Regions from separate parts of the Mus musculus genome. Here regions 2 and 3 are each linked to region 1. The links are chromatin contacts, called in public Hi-C and targeted proximity ligation maps. All regions are on one chromosome and are shown on one strand. The core of a region is the stretch at or near the end of the contact, and the rest is flanking DNA. Distances in the headings are between cores, read along the strand shown. Region 1 holds the start of Neat1 (nuclear paraspeckle assembly transcript 1 (non-protein coding)). Region 2 has its middle 22 kb from the start of Snx32. Region 3 holds the start of Ovol1 (ovo like zinc finger 1).

Region 1 (3,756 bases), core at 742-3,241:
AGGCCATTGTTTCAGGACACTGTCATCTGAGCAGGGCTGTGAACCCAGGCCAGCCTGGTATACACAGCCAGGCCCTAAGTCATAAAAGCTAATGAACAAAAGGGGCCAGAACCACTGTTGCCACTCAACCACCCAGTATCAAATCCACACCCTGGGAGAGACCATTCCCAGGGACCACTTCGGGCCCACGGATCCCTTTTAGTCCAGAAGACGTCCCAAAGCCCAAATTAGATACGGCATCTACCAAGTCGGCAGAATTTGTGGCTAACTTGCGCCTTCCCACTGTTAAACCACAAACCCTACCCATTTTACAACCAGCTCCATCTAAGGAAGATTCCTCCACACCAGTCATTTACAACCCAACAGCTTTCCCCAACACCCACAAGTTTTCAGTTAAGAATCCCTCTGACCAATGCAGAGGCAGGCAGGCTGCAGAAGCAGGGAAGGTGGGCGAGGTCACTGGGGTCCCGATCTACAGTGCAGCACGCTGCGCAGACGTTAAAGTGTCCTACACCTTACGCAATCTTCTCGAGGCCAAGTTCGCAGCACAGAACTACAAAGGCTGGATGGAGGCTTGTTTAGAAGATGCAGCAGTCGAACGCCTCTACCCCCATGAAAAAGGGTGCCTGCTGCCATTCATGCATCCGCAAAGAATGATGCTCCCAGAACAAGACATTCATCTGGAACATTCACAGCCGACGGCCCCTCCGGCTGGAAGCACCTGCCCACCCCCTACAAGCTGACTTCAACGATGGCCTCCTGAGCACAGGGCTTCCTGAGAAAGGCCTGGACCCAGGGCAGGGACGCGCTTCCTAAGCCTCTGGAATTCACTGTGTAGGCGTCAACCGAGGCCGCTGTCTCCTCCAGGGTGAGCCCTCCTGCACTGCTACGACTCACACTGGCAGGGGCTCCATATCTCCTGGTGCCATCTGCTTGCCATGGTGAACACTATAGTGATAAACCACGTCCATGAAGCATTTGGGTGACCGGAAACATGGCTGTGAGCCCACCCCAGGGTCCACACTCACGTCCCGCCCTCTGTGAATCAACACCATCCCTCCCCGCCCAGTCAGGGTGTCCTCCACCTTTACCAAAATGCCGTGCCCAAGACTCCAGCACCGACTCTACATCCTCCACAGGCTTACCGGACGACCCAGGGGCAAGGTTTTAAGTGACCCCTTAACCTCAGAGTGAGGGGCAAGAGTAGGGAAGAGTGAGACCACAGAAGAGGAAGCACGGAACCTAGGCAAAGTCCAGAGAGGGCACTGCTATCTGAAAAATAAAGTTGTGATTAATGTGGCCCCAAGACTTGCGCCTTCAATCTCCATGGTCCCCGCCTGGCAGACCTGACAGTAAAAACAACTTGTCTCTGCAGCCTCCTCCGGCCTCCCCTCGCACCCCGAAGTGGGTGCAGACAGGCCACACCCAAATTACATACCACCCTGGGCCAGAGCTGTCCGCCCAGCGAAGCTAAGTCCACCTTCCATAAGACCAGGCCTCATCCCCAGGTGGGTTCACAACCCCTTATCTGGAAAAAAAGGGGTCTGCTGGTTTTGTCAAGATCAAAGGCGACCTCCACTACGCACCTAGTCCTGCCCCACTGCCTGTCCTCTATGATTTCCGGGGCCTTCAAGGGCCCCCAGTCCACCCGTCTCCATCAACTGCTGCTCTGCCACTCAAGTTAGGACACTGCCCCCATGTAGGCCTGTGAAACTTGTGCCCTCCTGGACGTCAAGTGCCAGCAGACAGCAGGGATAGCCTGGTCTTGAAAGCTGCTGGTTCTTTGTGGATTGTTAAAGGCGCTTTGGAAGCTGCCTTCCACACGTCCACTGTCCCAAAATCTAGTCTCCTTTATACTTAGCCCCGCTTCTCCTCGCACCCCCATCCTAGTGGCTGCCTCTAATTCTGCCACCTCTCTCATCTGAGCCCTGAACTGGCCACTGCCTCCCCACCACTAGCCCCAAGAGCGAGCCCTCCTTGTCACTAACTCCTACAGGTGGAGGTTACAACTTTTGCTTTTATACTCTTGTGTCGCGTCACCCAAACACTGCTAAACGGAACGATTCCTCCACGGGCACTTAAAAAAAAGTTCCTCCCCGACCTAGCCACAGAGCCAAAGGAGCCCACGAGGGGCGGGTCATGGCCTCCGTCAACCGCCACTCCCTCAGATTGCTCAATGATCCTTTTCTGCTCCTAGCGGTGCGTCACAGGATGAAGGGCATATCCAAAGATGATATTTGGGCGGTGAACACCACCGGGGATAAGTAAGTCCCCTTTGCTGCTGAAGGGTAGGGTCAGCTGTTGGGGAAGAGGGTCACACCGAATGTCAGCGCTGAAGGAAAAGTACACGGGTCGCCTCAGGTCACCACGCCCCGACGAGGTCCGAAAGTAGGGCCGGCAGAAAGCCTGGAAAATTCCACTCGGTGGCGGAGGGATCTCTGCGGTGGCGCGTCAGGCGGTAGGGGTGGGGGGGTTGGGGCGGGACCGGGCGCGTGACTTCTCGGGCGTTGCCGCCGCCTGCTCGCAGGGTGACGTCAGTGCGGGCAGCAGCAGGGTGGGGGTGGGGAAGAACTATCCCAGCAGCTTGGGTGGAATGCTTAATTGCGTCTAAGGTTAATTAAATTGCGGGAAAGGTGGTTGCAAGCTATGATAAAGCAAGACTTTTGTATGGTACACATGCATATAGAATGAATGTGTGTATGTAATGTTTATGGTTGAAGAGCGCCCAGTACAGTTAAGTGATTTTAGAAAACATTTTTGCTTTTGGGTGTGGTATAGTGAGAAAAAATATTTTTAAGCTGCATTTCTCTGCGACAGTGTATGGTGGAGTTCAAGGCGTGGGTTTAATGACCACTGGGGGAGCCAGGCTGGCTGTCTACTTGGGGTGGGGTCCAGCACAGGTCCAAAAGCAAACGTTGTCCACAAACAAGGGCTTAGTGAGGGTTTTGAAAAGGGGAATTGTCACCGCCCATGTCAGTGAGGAGCTCGGACAGTCTGACAACCCCCCACCCCCACCCCACCCCGCCATGAAGCATCTACTCAGCTCTTCTGCCACCTGCCTCCACATCCCCCCCCCCCCATACTCCCCAAAATAAAAAAGCTGGTTCAAGCACGCAGAATGAAAAAGGCAGCTGGCAGAATTAACTGCCCGGAAGTCTCCTCCCAGGCTCGACACCCACTCTACAAACAAAACCACCCAGTGACAACAGGCTCCCTTAGCAACCCGGAGGAGGGAAGGAGGGGGTTGTTTTCCGGCCTCTAGCATATGGAATCTGCAAGCAAGGCCCGGCCTAGACTGCACCCTCCCGTTCCCGGAAAACTGGTGACTCTCTCTCTCATGTGACCAGCACAGAGGGTGATTATGTGGCAAGTGCTGGCTTGCTCACCGGTTCTTATGCCACGTAGATTCCTGCGCCTCACCCTTCTCCAAGGGCTAACCTAATCAGCCTTTTATTTATCTTTCTTTCTTTTTAATTCCAGAAAGGGTCTCATTTTGTCTCATACTGGCCTGTACTTCTTGGCTCATCCTCCTGCCTCAACCTTTTTAGTGCTGGGATTACATTACCACTATGTCCGCCTGGCATCAGTTCCAAGTGTCGGTGGTGGGTGGCGGTGACTGCCTGCAAGAACAGGGAGTTGCTTGTTAAAATGTTCTAGAATGCCAGGAGGCGGCTATGAAAGCAGGAGGGAGGGAGGGGCTCCCTGTGGCGGGCCTAGCCTGTGGAGTCAGTCTTTTCTGACTTTGAGGTGCTTAGG
Region 2 (3,756 bases), core at 319-2,818, 310 kb before region 1:
TTAGATTAGGAGTTCAAGGCCATCCTTGGCTATATAGGGAGTTTGAGATCAGCCTGGGTTACATGCGATTCTATTTTGAAAAAATAACCAAGCAGTCCCTCCCCAAAATAAGGGCAGATGCCAGAAGCCAGTGTGGACTGTGGATCCCAACACGCTGAGAGACAGCACCTGTAGTGGTTTTACGTGTATTCGATGTCTACAAACAGAACAATCCACCCATTAATCCATCTGTCCTAAGATGGAACAAGTCAGAGCCTGGTGCTCTCCTCTGACTGGGAAAGAATGGGAGAAGGCTATGTGTGAGTGTCACACATTCAAAAAACTTATGCTATGAGGATGAGTCGGAAGGAAGGCAGTAGGTGCACTAGTCTGGATTTCAATCGTTTCTTTTCTGTCCTTTAGTTCCTAAGACTTCCAGACCAGACCTGCTCGACAGGCGTTCTCCTGACAGCCTTCCACACTGGCACCTGGGCTCTTACATCACAGAGCACCCGTTCCTGAGGCCTTCCTCTGAATCAAAGGTAGGGGTTGAGTTGGCACTCTCTCCTGGAGGGGCTGTTGTTGGGAGGAGGGGACACAGGTTCTAGTTGCCTGGCTCATGGAGTCATGCCATCTTGCAGAAGAGACCAATGTGATTCAACTGGACCAGGGGTGGGGTGAGGAACTTTTGTGTCAAGAATTCTTAGCATGTTCTGATGGCTTTCCAAAATCCAGTACACATGAGATTAGAACTTCTCTTTTTTTTTTAGATTTATTTATTTATTATACATAAGTACACTGTAGCTGTCTTCAGACACACCAGAAGAGGACGTCAGATCTCATTACAGATGGTTGTGAGCCACCATGTGGTTGCTGGGATTTGAACTCATGACCTTCGGAAAAGCAGTCAGTGCTCTTACCCGCTGAGCCATCTCACCAGCCCTAGAACTTCTCTTTATCAAATAATTAATTGTGTGTGTGTGTGTGTGTGTGTGTGTGTGTGTGTGTGTGTGTGTGTGTGTGTTGGGCAGAGGAAAACATGCAGGAATCCATGTCTCTCCTTGAACCATTATTGGGGCAGATGCCACAAGTCTTGGACTATCAGGGTGGGTTTAGACAGGGTAAAGAATCCACTTGGGGTTTGAGAAATTGGACTGTTGGACGATTGAGACATTCCCTGTCAGTGCTCAAATCCTGGAGAGGAAGGAATGGAGCCAAAGTCTCAAATCAGTACCTGTAGCTGACCTAATTATAATGTTGCCTGACTGTTTAATTAGTAGATAGCTGTATGGTGTGGGACAGCAAGGTCACCCAGAGCTCTGAACAGTAGCAACACTGTCCCAGGGCTCTGGAAAAGGTGAACGAAGTGTTCAGCCGGAGGATCGCTCTGTCTCAGCTTCCAGGTTAGCGTGGATCAGAAGTTGGGGGAGGCAGAGAAGCAGACCCAGATTTTAGGTCTGGGGGGAAATGCAAGGATCAGGAAATCCAACGGTGGCCAGGGAAGCCACAGACGAGTTGCCTCACCCACTGCAGCCTCAAGAGCAGCCCCAGAGTCTGTGACAAACTCAGGTCACGTGTGGAGCAGTTGCTATGGGGTGTTTCCTGCCTTAGACTTACCCTGTCAGCAGGATGCTACACACCTCGATGCAGCTCTTACCACTTAGAAATAGTGCCAACAGGAAACACTGGGAATGAACATCAAGGTGGCTTATACTAGAGCTCCCTGTCAGGATCGGAGAGCCTGGGGGAGCCGATGAGCCTACTAGACACGCTCTTCTCAAGTGAGAGGGTAGTGGGTGGGCATGTGAGAGCCTCTTGGGCAGGTGAAGGAGGGGGAAGGGAGGGCTAAGGCACCAGCAGACAACTCCTTGTCCAGTGTCATTTTCTCCTTCACAAACATCGGAGGTTCGATTGTCTGGGCCAGTCAGCTAACTGGGCAGCAGAGTAAGCTGAGGCTGGAGGCAGTGGTCAGGGCTGAGCGCGGCACACGGTAGGCACTTTGATGCTGAGATGCTTGAACCCCAGACCTCACTATAAGATGTGAAGAGTCACTCCAAGTTTATAAGCTTGTTAAACAACTCGTATTTTTGACTGGCTACATGTTTGGCTTAGCAAAAATACACAGAGTGCTTCAAGCCACACCTAACCCTTCTCAGAGCTCTTGGCCAGCAGTTTCTTCTAATTACTCCAGTGAGCGTCTCTGTTATTTACAGTTCATAGAAGACAGGGCGGAGTGACTTCTAGCTTGGTATCTTTTGGGCCACAGGATGGAGGAGTGGTTCAAGTTCAGCTTGACATCAGTCTGAACCATAGAGACTGCTGGAGTTGAAGGTTGAACTCTACGCTACACACACACACACACACATTCACACATACACATTTGCACATACACATTCACATACACACAACTCACACACACACATTCACACATACACTCACACATTCACACATACTCACACATTCACACATACTCACACATTCACACAGACACACACACACACACACACACACACACACACGCCCACGCACACATACAATTCCATGTTGTCTTTGGCTGTGGCACCAAGAACAGGACTTTATTTGTACTCCGTCCTTGCCTTACAGTAACAGGTGGCTGGCTCACCCATTCCTTCTGGTTTTCTAAACCAATTAACTGTGTGTGAGGATGTGGGTGTGTAGCTGTGGGCAAGTGTGCTACAGCACAGATGTGGAGGCCAGAGGACTATTGCCAGGGGCAGTGAGTCCCAAGGACAGAACTCCAGTGATCAGGCAGCAAAGGCCTTTCCCCGGGAGCCTTCTACTTATTTATTTGTATTATTTAATAAGTACACCATAATTAGTATATATATTTATATAATGTTATTTATGTATTTAGACAGAGTCTTCCTCTGTAACTCAAGTTGGCCTTAAATTCACTATGTAGTCAGGCTGACTTGCTATCTTGGTGATTTTTCTGGCCCAGCCTCCCGAGCACTGAGATCATATGCATGCGTATCCATTCCTACATTTCCCCTCCCTCCTTCCATCCCTTCCTTCCTCCCTTCCTCTTTCTTTCCCCTCTCTTCCTTTCTCTTGCATCCTTCCTTCCTCCCTTCTAACCTCCCCTTCTCTCTTCTAGCCTCCCTTCCTTTCTATGGAGTCGTATGCAGCCCAGACTGACCTCAGACTCACTATGTAGCGAGGGCTGACCCTCAGCTTCTGAGCCTCCTGACTCTCCCGGTCAAGTACTGAGATTATAGGCATGAACTCTTATGTACAGGTTTATGACGTCGGGATCAAACCCAGTGCTTTGCGTGTGTGTGCCAACTGAGCTGCATCACACATGGCCTGAGACTCTAGTCAGCCCTTGTCTTACTCTCCCATGTGCTGTGTTTACACGGCATGAGCTATCGTGCCCAGCCCCCACTCCCTTAGAATTTGGGAAAATAAGAAGACCTTCGCCTTTTTCCTCCTTCCTCCTTCTTCTCTCTTCTAATCTCCCCACCTCCCTCCTTCCTTCCCTTCCTTGGATATTTTTAAGACTACATAGAAGTTAGCAATCAGGCTGGAGAGATGGCTCAGTGGTTAAGAGCACTGACTGCTCTCCCAGAGGTCCTGAGTTCAATTCCCAGCAACCACATGGTGGCTCACAACCATCTGTAATGGGATCTGATGCCCTCTTCTGGTCTGTCTGAAGACAGAGACAGTGTACTCACATAAATAAAATCTTTTTAAAAAGAAGTTAGCAATCATAATGTCCTGTGGACCACCTTAAGCATGGTGTAGCAGCATAGCTCA
Region 3 (3,756 bases), core at 499-2,998, 280 kb before region 1:
CTGGGATGGGAAGTAAAACTAAAAACAACAGCACTCTGAGCCTGGCTTAACACAAGCTCACCTTTAGCACAGTCCAAGTTCAGGTTATCAGATCCCAAGGAGCACCTAAGCAGCACGCCAAACACGGGATGGGGAGGAGGCCGGAGCGAGGAACCAACGGGCTGTGTCCCTCAGCAGCCCTTCTGGAGGTGGCGCACCGGCCAGAACATACAGCCAGGCAGAAATCACAAAATCCCAAGCCCACACCTCAGGGCTTTTACCTCCTGCTCCTCCACATTGGAGATTCTAGGGCCTTCTGGCCCATTCCCTCCTTTAAGCAGCCTTCAGAGTAGCCATACAGCTCCTTAGTAAGGTTCACTTATAAAACATCCTACCAGCCATCGGATCCTGGACGGTCTGACACAAAACACCATTACGCCCAAGACAGCTTTCCAAGAGGGAAATTGAGGCAAGAACCCGCACAGGGCCCCTCACTCACCACCCTCATTTCCCCTGCTTTCTTAAAAGCCTGGGTGGAGCCAGGGAACCTGCAGATCAAGGGTCAAAGTCGGTTGGTTAATTACCGCCTCCCCCTCCCCCCTTGGAGGCGCAGGGCAGTAGGCTCCTGCCCCACCCCCCAAGATAGGGGAGGGGAGTTTTGTATTGGGAGAGAGGGGGCAGAAGTTTTCTAGGGTCTCAGAGGAAGATGCAGCTGGAAGAAGAGACAATTCTAGCAACTCAATTCTAAGTTGACGTGCAGGCTGTCAAGGCGTCCTCCCTAAATAAACTAGGTACACTGGCTTCCTGGAGTACCTTACGGCTCTAAGAACCATCTTTTGCTTAGTGTCCTCCACGAGCTGAACCGAGGTGGGACTGTCTCAAAGGCAAGCAAGGTACATTGGGTTTATTTCCCAGCAGCTCCTGGACCGTCAGGCAGGAGTCCAGGGAAATTCGGTGGTCCTGAATCTGGACCCTCATTTCAATACCACCAAAGTTATGGGGCCAAGTTTTCTCTTACAATGTAGCCCAAGTTTCAGCGGAAACTCCAGCTCTGCTCCTTTCCATTCCCTGGCCCTCCCCTCCAAAGTGGCATCGCTCCAGTGCTCCTCTCCTGCCTCATGAAAGCCCGGGTTTTCTGGATTTACGACACGAGAGCCGGAGGTCGCCTGAGCGGTGACACACCCCACTGCGTCCCCTGTAGCGCGGCGCGGGCAGGAGATCCCGGGCCTGAGAGCGGCAAAGCCTCGGTTTGGAGTCCCCTTCCCCCACCCACGCTCCTTCAGCGCCGGGGGTCGAATCGCGACGAGAATCTGCGTCCCCACGCTCGACTGACCGGCGCCGACCGCTGGTCCGTGCGCCCCGCCCTCCCGGCGCCGGGAGCCCGAGGCGCCTCACCTGGCACGTAGATCTCGCCGCGCTCTTCGTCCGGGAGCTCGCTCCAGTTCCTCTTGCACGTGGAGACGCATGGCTTCTTCACCAGGAACGCGCGAGGCATCTTCAGTTCCTCCTGGCCCGGCGCGGTTCGCTCTGGTAAGTCGAGTTCGTGTGGTCGTCCCACCTTTTCTTCCACCGGATCGGGGTTGAGGCGCGGGAATAGGGACAGTTCAAGGAAAGAGTCGCCGAGGCGTGTCCACGTTCTTAGGACAGAGTGTACCAGGGACCACGCGTGGCGTTTCCAACTACGCCGAAGGTCGCCGGTGTCCACAGAGAGGGTGCAGCCAGGTGCACCGGGATCGCAGAAGCGCTAAGCCAGCGTCCTTTAGCTCGACTGGCGTCCCCGCGGCTGCTCGCGAAGTCTTCAAGTGCGAGCTGGACGGACGGGTTCACGCTTTATTGGCTCGCGGCGGTGTGTGTTGGTGGCTCGGGCGGGGGTGGGGTAGGGGTGTTGATCTGATCTAATTAGCTTGGAGTGGCCGAGAGAGCGATGGCGCATGCGTTGGGAAATAACGGTGACAACCCACCTATTTGTTACCTGTCGAACCGGTTTCCATTCCGCTGCGGGTGAGGTGGCCTCGCGGCCCGGGCGGGGTGGCACGACGGGGGCAGGGTTAGGGGGCGTGCTCCGGTCCCCACACCCAGAAGCACCCGGCCCGCCCCGGACCTCCCCTGCCCAGCGTGCTCACGTTTGCAAACTAGAGTTTCGGAGGGAGCGGGCACGGAAAGGGAGGGGAGGGCAACGTTATTTGCACCGGCGCTCGCACGCTCTGTGGGCGATGACATAAAACTGGCCCAACAGGTCCGGGCCCAGCCTGGCGCGCCCGGGGCGCCGGGAGAGGCACAAAGCCGCGGAGCGGGAACCGGCGGTCCGGGCCCGAACCCAGCGGCCAGGGATCCCCAAGGCCAGGGTGAGCAATTCTTGGTTCAGCGGAGAGGTATTTGCTGGGCACCGGGTTCCTGCGGAAAGGCACGCGAGACGAGAGGTGCGCGTGGACCGGGAGGCTCGGATGCGCCTGTGAATCCAAAGCTGGAGCCTGCCTTCTGGTTTCGAGGGCGATTAAACTGCCCTGAGTCCAACCTAACCCAGGCCAGCACCTTGGCATATGGGCGGGTGTATTCGCCCAAACTCTCCTGGTCATAAACAGCCGGATTTCAGATTCTGAAAACCTGGAAGAGGCTCTGGGATAATGACTCCAGCTGAGTGAGATCTGACACAGTCCTCTTGCCTGTTGCAACCAGTGTCCTCCCTGGGTGGGAGATCAGCAAGCAGCTCCCCCTCCACCCTGCTGTACTCTTCAGCAGGCCTAGTTGGAGCTATGCCCCACCCCCATTGAACTGAGAGTGTTCCGTGGCCTTCGTGTGAGCCACACTATGACACTTTGGCCGTGCTGGGTTGCTTTTACTGGCTGACCTATTAAAGGCAGGGATGGAACCTGCAGTTAAAGGCTGCTAACATTTTTAGACTCCAGACTTCAGTACACCTGTCTCACATAGTGTTAAATGTTTGCCGGAACAGACTGTGAGGAAATTAGTCTGATAAATTAATTCACACAGTTCAAAAGTCAGGAGTCACAGGTGGATACGGTTCATGCTTGTGATCCCAGCTTGTGGGAAGCTGAGGTAGGGAAACTGAGTTAGAAACCAATCTATGTTTCATAGTGAAATCCTGTCTCAAGCAAAACAAAAGAACTAAAAGAAAGGCTGTCCATGTGAGTCACAAGGTACTTGCCAGTAAGTGGGGAGACCTGTGTCCAGCTCCCAGGACCCACAGAGTGGAGGGAGAAAGCTGATCCCTCAGGTGCTCTCTGACCCATGGCACAGTATGGAACTGGTGCGTGCTGGCACACACACACACACACACACACACACGCACAGTAGTTGAGAGGGAAGTCCTTAATATGGTCTCTGAGGCAGTCACTTGCAGAGGACATTTCAAACGTGGGAGGACTTGTAGAGACCCCATATATTTCCCCATATTTTTGTGAACTCCCTGGGGTGGATGAGGAGAAAGTACAGCTTGGGGCAGCCCTGCAGAGACACTAGCCCCCTCCTCACTGAGCAGGAAGTAGACTGAGTTTGATCAAGGGCCTTAAGTCTGTTCCTGGAGGATCCTATCACCCCCCCACCCACCTCCCGGGTTTCCTGGGAAGGTGACAGGACTCTTCTGAGCCATTAAGATTTGCCACTTCCCCTTGCTGTCCCCAGAGAGCCGTCTGTCATAGCCCACACTTCTGTACCCCCTTTCACTCTGATTTGGACCTTGCTCGGTAACTAACATTAGTTGAGCACCTACTGTATGCTTATCTTTAGCAATAAATCCGGGGACATCAGCACTGATTG

The links. A called contact is a pair of places that touch in the nucleus more often than the background predicts.
Region 2: a targeted proximity ligation map of effector CD8 T cells shows a contact between it and region 1, with 10 read pairs. A contact is called at or near these places in 1 of 39 promoter capture datasets (pre-B cells), 5 of 484 Hi-C or Micro-C datasets (CD8 T cells, Th1 cells, cerebellum and 2 more), 4 of 130 datasets of targeted methods (effector CD8 T cells, large pre-B cells and microglia) and 1 of 9 other capture datasets (embryonic stem cells).
Region 3: a Hi-C map of nephron progenitors shows a contact between it and region 1, with 2.9 times the contacts expected there. A contact is called at or near these places in 1 of 39 promoter capture datasets (the SN4741 cell line), 1 of 484 Hi-C or Micro-C datasets (nephron progenitors), 5 of 130 datasets of targeted methods (bone marrow-derived dendritic cells, effector CD8 T cells, embryonic stem cells and 2 more) and 1 of 9 other capture datasets (adipose tissue).

Annotation. Positions count from the first base shown.
Region 1 is chr19:5,843,487-5,847,242 of GRCm38.p6, forward strand. It overlaps Neat1 (nuclear paraspeckle assembly transcript 1 (non-protein coding)), which reads right to left and starts at 1,992. Exons shown (of 1, transcript NR_131212.1): 1 at 1-1,992.
Region 2 is chr19:5,531,138-5,534,893 of GRCm38.p6, forward strand. It overlaps the pseudogene Gm31166. Among named protein-coding and RNA genes, the nearest start is that of Snx32, 22 kb to the left of the region's middle.
Region 3 is chr19:5,558,827-5,562,582 of GRCm38.p6, forward strand. It overlaps Ovol1 (ovo like zinc finger 1), which reads right to left and starts at 1,749. Exons shown (of 4, transcript NM_019935.3): 1 at 1,375-1,749. The coding sequence starts at 1,474. It also overlaps a transcript of Ap5b1 not described here.